Regions from separate parts of the Sus scrofa genome. Here region 1 is linked to region 2. The links are chromatin contacts, called in public Hi-C maps. All regions are on one chromosome and are shown on one strand. The core of a region is the stretch at or near the end of the contact, and the rest is flanking DNA. Distances in the headings are between cores, read along the strand shown.

Evidence for each region. A called contact is a pair of places that touch in the nucleus more often than the background predicts.
Region 1: a contact with region 2 is called in a Hi-C map of liver, with 6 times the contacts expected there. The contact joins two enhancer-like sites. A contact is called at or near these places in 5 of 47 Hi-C or Micro-C datasets (liver and skeletal muscle) and 1 of 2 datasets of contacts at active chromatin or transcription factors (skeletal muscle).

The regions. Positions count from the first base shown.
Region 1 is chr15:130,326,904-130,332,408 of Sscrofa11.1, reverse strand. No RefSeq gene overlaps it. Among named protein-coding and RNA genes, the nearest start is that of PID1, 110 kb to the right of the region's middle. Within about 2 kb of position 3,473, at least 3 of the 83 cell types and tissues checked have an H3K27ac peak or open chromatin away from gene starts, as enhancers often do. A contact at or near this core is called in liver, where this site is marked.
Region 2 is chr15:130,154,114-130,159,888 of Sscrofa11.1, reverse strand. The region is part of intron 2 of PID1 (phosphotyrosine interaction domain containing 1); the gene reads left to right. Among named protein-coding and RNA genes, the nearest start is that of PID1, 59 kb to the left of the region's middle. Within about 2 kb of position 3,173, at least 2 of the 83 cell types and tissues checked have an H3K27ac peak or open chromatin away from gene starts, as enhancers often do. A contact at or near this core is called in liver, where this site is marked.

The DNA.
Region 1 (5,505 bases), core at 2,224-4,723, 170 kb before region 2:
TGTGGCAGCCGGCCACGGAGCGCCTGCAGGTAAGGGGCACCGGGCGGCCGGGGGCCAGCCTGGAGGAGGAGGTGCTCGGCCTCAGGAGCAGAGGTGACACCCCTGGCCACTTGCAAGGATTTGCCCCCAAGCAGTGGTGTAGAATACAAGGATTAGAACCTGGTGCTGTGAGCTTAACCCAGGGGCCGGGGTGAGGGTGGGGAGGTTGATGAAACTGACAAATGCATTGCCTCGGGCGTCACAACTTTTGGCTTTGGGGTTACTGCGCGCCTGTTGGTATATGTGAGGTTGGACTCTCTGACCAGCAATTTTAGGTTGCATTCCACGGACACAAATTGACTGGTCTGGGGTTAGGATTTTTGCATCCAGATTATTATTATTTTTTTTCTTTTTGTCTCCAGGAAAGACAGAACAAATGATTTGTGAAAGCATCTGTTTGCCAATATAATTTGGAAATATCAAGCTTGGTTTGGCTTGGTCGGTGGTATGCTGCTTATTTTATTTTTCTCCATTCGTCGGCCCCCTTCCTTCATCTCCCCTGAACCCAAGCTCCCCCCAGATATTTGAAAATCAAAAGTTAGGTTCAGCCATGAAGAGTCAGGCCCTGGGTTATCCCATTAAAAGTTTTCCACTGATATCAACTGACATGCCCAACTGTCTTTCGTGTGGACTCTGAAGCTAGGGAGATGGGAAAGGGGTCAAAGTGAGAAAAGAGGGGCATTTTCAGAGAGGGGCTATATCCTGACCCTTGGGACCCCGGTATTACCCTGACTGCAAGGTTTGATGACTGCTTTTGCTCAAAAATCTTCTCAGGAGGCAGAGCAGCTATGCTGCCAGAAAAAAAAAAAAAAAAAAAAAAATCCACTGAATCCTGCAGTTAAATTTCGGGAGGCTCAGAGCCACATTGTTACATAGTAAACTTTGAAGAAGCCTTTAGGTGGTAAAATACAGCACCCCTGAAGGCTGAGGGCATCTGAAGACTTGGGACAGTGGGGGCCGGGAGCCCTGGCTGGCTTGGTTTTTCAATGAAAATTCGAAGTTGCCAAACACAGACTGTCTCTCAGATGCTAGGAAAGGCCAGCCTTTGCCTGTGAGTTCTCATATACTGAGGATTAACCCACAGGGGACATTGCTTTTAGCAGAAAAAAGATGCCCCATAGCCCCTTTCCAAGCCTCTCTGGAACTAAAGTTTGGAGGAATGGGTTCATAGGAAGAGCCTCAGACACCAGGCCAGACCCCTAGGGTCTCAGACTGAACAAGAAAGGAGATCTTTGGCCTGAAGATAAGGCGGTGGGTGACCAGTCTCCTAATTCCTTTTCTTATGAAGAGAGCGACATCAGGCTCTGAATGATTGGCCAAAGGTGGTATCAGTCTGTTTCTGCGGTGGCATCAGTTACCACTTGTACACGTGGGTTTTTTTTAAGTTCAGGGCGTGGAATTATATTAGAAGAAGGAGCGCCTGAGTGCCGGTGGAGGGCCTCCCCCATCCAAGTAAGGAGGGGAGCTCTTGGAGGTCCTGAGAAAGATGCAGCCAGAATTGCTGGGGGTGGTGCTTACGGCGTGGGCATCGACGTCTCTGCAGGGTTTGTGGATTTTTGTCTCTTGAAGTTATTTCTACCGGCCTGTTTCACGAAGGGACTCCTGTGTGCTCCATAGCACGTGACCCTTGGCAGGAGCCAGCTCTGGCTTGCGCTCCGCATGGCAATCGTTCCTTGCTGGAAATGTCCTCCAGCTCTTCCGTGAAATGTACACATATGCATTTGGTATGAGCCTGGTTTATTACAGTGTGCATGTACAAGGCAGTTTCTCATTTTACGCTTCGTTCTGAAGTGTCACATTGAAAGAGCAGGGGTTTTGGCTTTTAAAAGCTCAGGTAAACATGGCTTATCGCTGACTAAGATCAAGTCACCCTTGGAAGGGACTTATCAACCTGGGGCTTCACTTCCAGCTCCCCAAATTTAAATTAGCCGCCAGGTTCTCTTTGAAAAGTATTCTCTCAAGCCTTGGGATTCAAAAAATGAGCCACATGGAGAAAAATCTTCATATTTATGGCTTCTTCCCGAAGAGCAGCTCTGCTCCTCTTTACACAAATTTGTCTGTTTTCACTTTTTGCTTCTAGAGCAGGGAGTTGTTGAGGGTGAGGTGGTGAGTGAGCTGCTTGTAATAATATTTTGTTTACATTCCTTGTGGTTATCTTTGTCACCGGCTCTGTTTGCTGTCTGGGGTTCCCCCCCCATTTTTTTGGCCTTCAAGGCACCACCGTATAGAAACATTGGTTTGCTTGATTCCTCAGTGAATGGGACACTTTACATGCCCAGATGCTGTGGCCATGGGGAGGGAGATGGAAAACTTGGTTGATGAGGCCATCACGATGAATCCGGCTCTTTGAGCCGAGTCTGAAGCCCCACCCTCCTTACACAAATCTTTTTATTTATTTTATTTTATTTTATTTTATTTTATTTTATTTTATTTTATTCTATTCTATTCTATTCTATTCTATTCTATTCTATTCTATTCTATTCTATTCTATTCTATTTTATTTTATTTTATTTTATCTTTTTGCCTTTTCTAGGGCCACTCCTGTGGTATATGGAGATTCCCAGGCTAGGGGTCGAATCAGAGCCGTAGCCACAGGCCTACGCCAGAGCCACAACAATGCTGGATCCGAGCCGCGTCTGCGACCTACACCACAGCTCACGGCCGGATCCTTCACCCATTGAGCAAGGCCAGGGATCAAACCTGCAACCTCATAGTTCCTAGTCAGCTTCGTTAACCACTGCGCCACAACGGGAACTCCATAAATTTTTTTAACCTTCTCATACAATCTCCTTAATTTTTTCCTCATCCATTTTTAAGGCATTTAACAGTGAGAGTTTAGATGAGCTTGAATGAAGAAAGTGCTTTAAGAAAGTGTTCCCAGGAGTTCCTGTCATGGCGCAGTGGAAACGAATCCGACTAGGAACCATGAGGTTTCGGGTTCGATCCCTGGCCTCGTTCAGTGGGTTAAGGATCTGGCGTTGGCCATGAGTTGTGGTGTAGGTCGAAGACGCAGCTCGGATCTGGTGTTGCTGTGGCTGTGGCTGTGGCCGGTGGCTACAGCTCTGATTAGACCCTTAGCCTGGGAACCTCCACATGCCACAGGTGCAGCCCTAAAAAGACAAAAAAAAAAAAAAAAAAAAGATTCCCAGAACTTCTTAACAAGACTGAGGAGTCCATCAATTTATTGTAGAAATACCTAGAAACAAAAGAGGTGAGGGAAGTACAGGACCTCTTTCCTTAATTGACTTTATCAGTTCCTATTAGATGAGGCCCATTCAGAGAGTCTGTGGCTCAGGGGATGCAGCTGAACTTTGTTTAGGCTAGACAGTCACCTTCTAATTTGAGTTCAGTAACCTGCCCTCTTGCAGGAAATGGCATCTTTGATCAGGTTGGATTACCGTTATCAAAACCTGCTTCTTTGCCAAACAAAATGATGCTGATATTTTCTGATTTGAGGTTTGACCCAAATCCAGTACAAGCAGAGCGACCTGTTGCCCCGAGCAGGGCTGAGCTGGGTAATTTCTCATTCAGTCACACAAACCGCGGCAAGTTCATCTGCTCCCTTGAATGTTAAAACTTGTTACATCCCACTCGAGCCCTCGCTGGGAGCTTCTGCCATTAAAGATATAATAGGATCAAAAGGAATGTGAGGATTTAAATTACCGCCCTGACTTTTAAAAATGAATAAATATGAATTCTTCCCTTTTTACTTTCTCCTTTGCACAGAGGACTTTTTTTTTTTTTTTTTTTTTTTCCTTAAAGGGACTCGGGAGAATTATAAATTTTTAAAGAAGCAGATTTGAGACCGGCAGGCTCTTTTCGGAAAAGTGAAAGGGGACTTTTCACTTAAAAAAAAAAAAGGCTAAGGTATTGGTTTTTTAAAACAGAGATGAGATTACTTCTGGCCTTGATAGTTTATAATTTGCAAGTGTTGCCTGATTGGGTTGGGCAGATGTGCTGGAAGTGACAGAGTCGTCCATGCGGGAGTGTGGTCTCAGCTCTAAGGAGCCTGCATGCCAGAGTATCTGTCTTTGGTGAGCTACCAATTACATGTTTCTAGAAGCCTGGAAAGGTGGAGAGCAGGAGAAAGACGACTGGAGACTGAGCTTGGTACAAAGGAGGCCAACGCAGTCTTGCCTGGGGTATAGTTATTACAAGGACGGAGTGGAATGTGGTGTAGAGAGGTATAGAAACGATTCCAGAAAATTCTAACCATGGACTCTCCATGTAGCTGTCTTCTCATGAGACAGTCTACAAAGGTTCCAATACTCTGCCTGTTTTCCCTGAGATTAAAATGTCTCCGAGGCAGATCTAGAAAATATAAAAAATACAGTGGTTTTTGGCTTCTCAGTGGGGACCATCTTTTCTCTCTCACTGCTTTTCTGTTTCATTCACATTTTGGCCAGCGGCTGTACAGTAGAACCTTCAGGAGGGTGAAATGAGGAAACCAGATCTTGAAGAACTTTCTCTGGGTTTCTTGTTCAACTTTTGGCTGATAAAAAGTTTGGAATGTCCATTGTGGTGCAGTGGAAATGAATCCGACTAGTATCGAGGCGGGTTCAATCCCTGGCCTCACTCAGTGGGTTAAGGATCTGGTGTTGCCTTGAGCTGTGGTGTAGGTTGCAGACAAAGCTCGGATCCCGCAGTGCTGTGACTGTGGCATAGGCTGGCAGCTGCAGCTTCGATTTACCCCTAGCCTGGGAACTTCCATATGCTGTGGATGCAGCCCTAAAAAGCAAAAAAATAAAAAAGGTTGACGTTTGTAACCAAATACTATTTGGGTATTTTAAGGGGTAAGAGTACTTCTCCCCCCGGATTACTCTGCCCTTTCTCTGCCTTGTCATATTGGGCCGATCTTACCCTGGCTTGGAGCTGGTTGTGCTAGACATCTTTCTCTATTTTTATCCACTTCCACTTTTCCCTGGAGAAAGGAGACAGAAGAACCTTCTAGAAGATTAGCTGGAGACCACTGGATCGGGCCCATCAGGCAGAAAGAAAACCTTGGCATATCTGACACTTTTCCAGGCAGACCCAATTGACAGGAAGACACCAGAGCCAGGCAGATAAGGACAATGGCTGCTTTTATGGAACACGTGCCGTGTGTGTGGCACTGTGCTGAGGAGTTTTATTTGAATTATCTAGCTCATTTACCTCCCTTAACCACTTTTATCCTCATTTTATCGATAAAGAAACTGAAAGCCGGAGAGTTTAAATGATCTGACCAGAGTCCGGTAGCCAGACCTGAACTGTGCTGGAATTTGAACCAGGCGGTGTGGCTCCAGAGCTTCTTAATCACTTTTCTGTCATTTGAGAGGATACGATAGAGCAGGATGATGTACTGGTGTTGGGGGGATGCTGTGATTAAAAATAGAATGAGAACAGGGGCGGTCTCAGGGGCTCAGAGAGGCCACTTCCACGTTGCTTGTTGGAGGGATGTGGTGGCCCGGGTTGAACGTGGGTGACCCT
Region 2 (5,775 bases), core at 1,924-4,423:
CTCAATTTGTCATTCATTAATTTCTTAATAATAAGAATTTAGAAGCCAATGCAGATTAATATGAAAGTAAAGTATTTCTAAGGTAGTTGAAAAATCATCCATTCCATCCAAAATTCAGTATTTACACAGATTGTCAGTTGCTAGCTGGTTAGAGAAAGCAGGATATATTAGTCTCCTTGTGTAAAGTAAGGTTCATATTTCACCATCTATTGCCTTGGCCAACTAGTTTTATAGGGAACAAGATGGTGGATAGAAAATAAATTATTTTTTTAATTTTAAAATTTAAAAAAAATTTGCTGCACCCACATGGGATGCAGAAGTTCCCAGGCCAGGTATTAAACCTGTGCCACAGCAGTGACCGGAACCACAGCAGTGACAAGAGCCACAGCAGTGACAATGCTGAGTCCTTAACCCCTAGGCCACCAGGGAAATCCTAAAATACATTCTTTTTTTTTTTTTTTGTCTTTTTGTCTTTTCTAGGGCCACGCCTGAAGCATATGGAGGTTCCCAGGCTAGGGGTCTAATTGGAGCCGTAGCCGCTGGCCTACGCCAGAGCCACAGCAACACCAGATCTGAGCCATGTCTGTGACCTACACCATAGCTCACCACAACGCTGGATGCTTAACACACTGATCAAGGCCAGGGATCGAACCCGCTACCTCATGGTTCCTACTCAGGTTCGTTAACCACTGTGGCACGATGGGAACTCCTGAAATAAATTCTTAATTGTATAATTTCTCCCAAGTCTTTTGAAGATGCAAATGAATTGTTTGGCTATTTGCCATTAGCTAGTAAGGAATTCGTTCTCATCTTTCTGAACAAAGGCTATTCACAAATAGTTGCTGAAAGATACGTGGAGGGCAAGGTGCTTAGTGCTTTCTAGGATGGTTCATGTGTCTTAGTATACTGAGCCCCAGTTGGCCCTGAACCATGCCACAAGATTTCGCTATTTTATTTTAGGTTTCATTTCAGGATCTGGAATCAGTTAAAATCAAATTTTCCAGAAATCAATATCATGGCACAGACAGGATTCCAAGACTCTAATTGTATCCACAGAAAGGAATAGACAGTCTGCTCACTGGTGGACAATGAAAGCTAAGCCAGAATCAAATGATTTTAAGTGGCTGCCTTTAAAGAAGAAAATACGTATCACATGCCAGACTTACTGCCATCAAAATAGTCCATCGCCAGAAAAATGTGCTGCTTTGGGTTTTCAGATTATTTTGGTCCTACCATATGAATTTGAGTTTATGTGTAGATAGTAGATCCTTCAGCAAAATAATGGACAGCCACTTATTTCTTTAGGTTCTTCCTTGTCTATCCACCCCACACAAATTTCATCACACGCTAAAGGGAGGATGCAATGTACAGTGTGGGGTTTTAGAGTCAGCTGGGCTCTGTCTGCCTGAAGCACAGCCAGGCCCCTCTTCTCACCACCTCTGTGGTTTTGGGCAAAGTACTTCCACGCTCTGTGCCTCAGTTATGTCATCTGTCAACTGGGGCTATTTAGAGTCTCCATGTATGGGTGGATGGGATGGTTAACTAAAGAAATGCGTGTGACTTGGTTAACTAAAGTAAGCACAGACTTGCCCTAAGGCAGCTCCATCCAACAGAAATATAGTAGGAACCACAGCAGTAATTTAAAATTCTGAAAGGCTCATTGAAAAGTGAAAAATAAACAGGCGAAAATAATTTTAATAAAGTTTTTTTAAAAATATAATTTAGCATATTCAGAATATTTCTTTTCTTTTTCTTTCTCTTTTTAGGGCTGCATTCACAGCATATGGAAGTTCCCAGGCTAGCAGTCGAATCAGAGCTGCAGCTACCAGCCTACACCACAGCCACAATAATGCCAGATCCAGGCCACATCTGCAGCCTACACCACAGCTCACGGTGACACTGGATTCTTACTCACTGAGCAAGGCCAGGAATTGAACCCAAGTCCTCATGGATCCTAGTTGGGTTCGTTTACCTCTGAGCCACAATGGGAACTCCAGAATAGTTCTTCTTTCAATGTGTGATCAAAATTATTATGCTGATAATATTACTTTAGCTGTTTCTGGCTGTCACCCCTAAGGATTCCGATTGACTTGGTCTGAGGTACTGCCCTGGTCTGGGTGTACGTGCAGAGCTCCCAGCTGATTCTAACGCACAGACCAAGAGTCAGACCAGTGTCTGGGGCAAATCACTTTCCTCTGCTCACAAAACGGATGATGCTATTGGCTGTAGCAATGTGACTGATAAAAATCACATATGCAAACTACTGCATTTAGAATGGATACGTTCCCCATACTGTATAGCACAGGGAACTCTATCTAGTCTCTTGGGATGGACGATGATTGAAGATAATAAAAGGGAATGTGTGTGTGTGTGTGTGTGTGTGTGTGTGTGTGTGTGACTGGGTCACTTCACTGTACAGCAGAAATAAGCACAACAGTGTAACTCAACTATACTTTAATTAAAAAATAATAAATAGTTCTTAATCATCAAAAAACTTGTAAAAATCACATATGATACTTGAAATGTATTGTAAAATATAAGTGTCACAGGAAGGGAAGAACTTTTAGTTCTTAATAATTATGTCAGGAGGTCCCACTGTGGCTCAGCAGGTTAAGAACCCAGCGTAGTTCTTACAGGTTTGATCCCTGGCCTCCTTGATGTGGGTTAAAGATACAGTATTGCCACTAGCTGTGGCATAGGTTGTAGAGGCGGCTCGGATCTGTGACAGTGGTGGTGGCGTAGGCCTGCAGCTGCAACTCCAATTCAACACCTAGCCAGGGAACATCTATATGCTACAGGTGCGGCCCTAAAAAGAAAAAATAATGTCCAGGTAGGGAGGGTAGGCAGCCGTCGATGGAATCCCCTTCTGGACAGATGCTAAGAACCTAAGCAGTCTTTCCTTTGATTCTAGCTACTCCTGTCTTTTTCTTGAAAGGAGGTGCATTTTTTTTTTCTGAAACTAATATATATGAAGCACTCTCTCGGTTAATGGACCAAGCATGTTTTTAGAAGTAATTATTTTCGCTGAATGTAAGTGCAGTGTTCCATTTCCTAGAAGGCTCTGGGTCTCGGTTTCCTTATCTGTAACTGGGATGATATATATGTGGCCGGGCTTTTTTTCTTAGTATGCACATGGCTGGGCTTTGTAAGGACTGATATCAGGAATGGATATAAAGCATTTAGCTCAGGGTCTGGCGTCCTTCCCAGGCATTCTGCTGAGCACAGGACATTGTGGTTCTGGGTGACTCGGGGAACCAGCAATTCGACCCTTGTAGCAGTTTAAGTCACCAGTGGCAGCTGAACAATAGCAATAGCTGGTGAGCACACACTTACCAGGGTCCACACTCTTGGGCCCTTCCTCTCTCGCACACGTTTCTGTAAGAACTCTCTTTTCCTTTCCATAAATTATATCTCAAGAGACTTGGCCTAATGATGTTCAAATGGACTATTTCCTTCTGTCCTGAGGGGAGAGACTGGATTTAGTGTGGCTGAATGGGTTATTCAGCTCTTAATAGGCTGAGCCGGAAGGAAGCCCTTTGCTGCTGATGGAATCTCCCCTTGGGAGGGGTAGGGGGCTGTTTGAGTAAAGTGGGCCCAGATCAGATTGGAGTCCAGGCTAAAGGAAGTGCCCCCATCTCCCTGGTTTACAGAAATTCCTTCTTATTATTCTAAAACTGAGATAAATGAAACATTAACATGTTACAACATTGTGGACTTCCTGGCAAAAAGCTGTTTCAAAAGCTTGTTGACCTATTAAAAAAAAAAAAAAAAACAAGTGAACCCATGATGTCCTATGGATCCAGGAGATCACGTGACTGGTTTACCACAAATTCTGTTTACTGTCTGGGAACTTGGTCAGAGCAGTGCACTTGGTTCTGTGATGCCAGTGAGAGATTTGGGTCTGTGCCTTGCTTTATTTTTCTAGGTGAAGAAATTCAGGTTTATAGAGAACTGGGGACCCACCTCAAACCTTGCACCCATGACACTTAGAGCTGGCGTTTGTGCATGGCCTCCTTAGCCAGGTGGGGTATGAAATGCTTCCTGTAGGTGATCTTATTTCATCCCATCCTTATGAGTTTGTAGCTGAAAATGTGGCCTCTGTACACTGGCACCCATTCAGTCTGGGAGACAGAGTTTTGAGGAAGAGAAAGAACGACTTTATTGCTTTGCCAGACAAAGGAGGACATAGCAGGCTCATGCCTCAGAACTCTGTCCTGACTTGAGAGGGGAGAGCAAGGGGTTTTACAGGTTGAGCTCAGAAGACAGGGTTACGGAGGAAGGTCCCTCCATGAGTCCACAGATCACTTCGCAGTCTTCACATCTGGTGTCAGTGGGTCCGGTGATGGTTTTTGATTGTCTTCAGAGTTGTCCTTCCTTGACCTTCTCTCTGAAATGAAGATTGCTCCCAGAGAGGGGGTGGTAGGGAGTGCCTCAATTACAAAAGAAAACACTAGGTGCAATAAAACTCTAACTGGAAAGTTACCATGGGTGAAAGAAAGCAGTTAATCAAGGAAGAGATCGTTTGTGAACAGCCAGACGCTAGGTGCAATAGCACTCTAACTGGAAGGTAAACTTTGGTGATGAGTGAGTGGGCGAAGGCAGGACGTAACATCGTGGAGATGGCTTTAACTAGTTTTTAGCTGTAACCGCATTTCCTAGTCACGTACTCTGGAGTCAGCCTTTGAGATGGAGAGGAGGCCTGGGAAGCTAAAGAAAAGGTCTTTTACTTCAAAACACAAAGATTTAGGGTCTGGTACATGGTTTCAAGTTAAGCACGAACCATATACCCATTGTGTAGGTAAGAGGGTCAACTCAGAAAAGAAAATCACTTCTCCCAGGTTCTGTATTTAGGAAGCAAGAGAGACAAAATGAAACCCTCGGAAGCTCAGCAGCCCATTTCTGAGTGAGCACTGCCTACATTGGGTTTTTATAAGTTGGAAGTTCGTTGGGTTAATTAACGATTTACTAAGCGTTCAAAGCAACAGGGGAGATGGCATAAGACAGTGTGTGATTAACTCCTAATGGGTGACACAGTCAGTAATTGCTGTATGAATTTAGACTAATTTGTGTCTGCATTTGAAAAATCACAGGAAACACAGAGTTGGCTACTCACAGCTTCATCAGTGTCTACATTTTCGACCACGAAGTCGATTCTTAGTCTAATCTGAGTTGCATCATCTCATATGCGGCTCCCATTACACACGTCTTGAAAACATTCACATCGACGGGGTTGTGTTGTCGGGCTGATGAATGGCTGTCCCGCAGCAGCGCAGGCAGAGGCCATTCAGGGGCAGTTCAGCTGACAGGTGGTCCTGTAAGGGAGGCTGAACCAAATAAGGGAGGGACAGGGACAGGAGACACAAGTTCTTTCATTCATTCATCATACTCTGAGTCCCACTCCTCTGGTGACATTGCTTCAGAGAAGCAAGAGGAAGGATAATTAGATGGCTGCCTTGAGGAATTCAGAACCCTACAGAAAAGATAGAAACGATAAATAAGCCAGTGCAGGTAGAGTTCCTTGTCCACGGAGGTAACAAGCCTAATAAGGAGTATCGGTCGGTCCCAGGAGAGCATGTTGCTGTCTTTGGTGATGCAAGAGTGGGCAGTGTTTTTTTAGTTGTTGGTGGTGTTTGTTTTTGTTTTGTTTTTTTTTTAAGTGATTGCGGAATCATCAGTCTGGGAGGTCTGTAAAATCCAGCCTATTAGATGTACAAATCCTAGGTTTGTGAAGTCCAGCCCATGAGTCCAGACTACTTCTGTAACCAATGGCCTTGA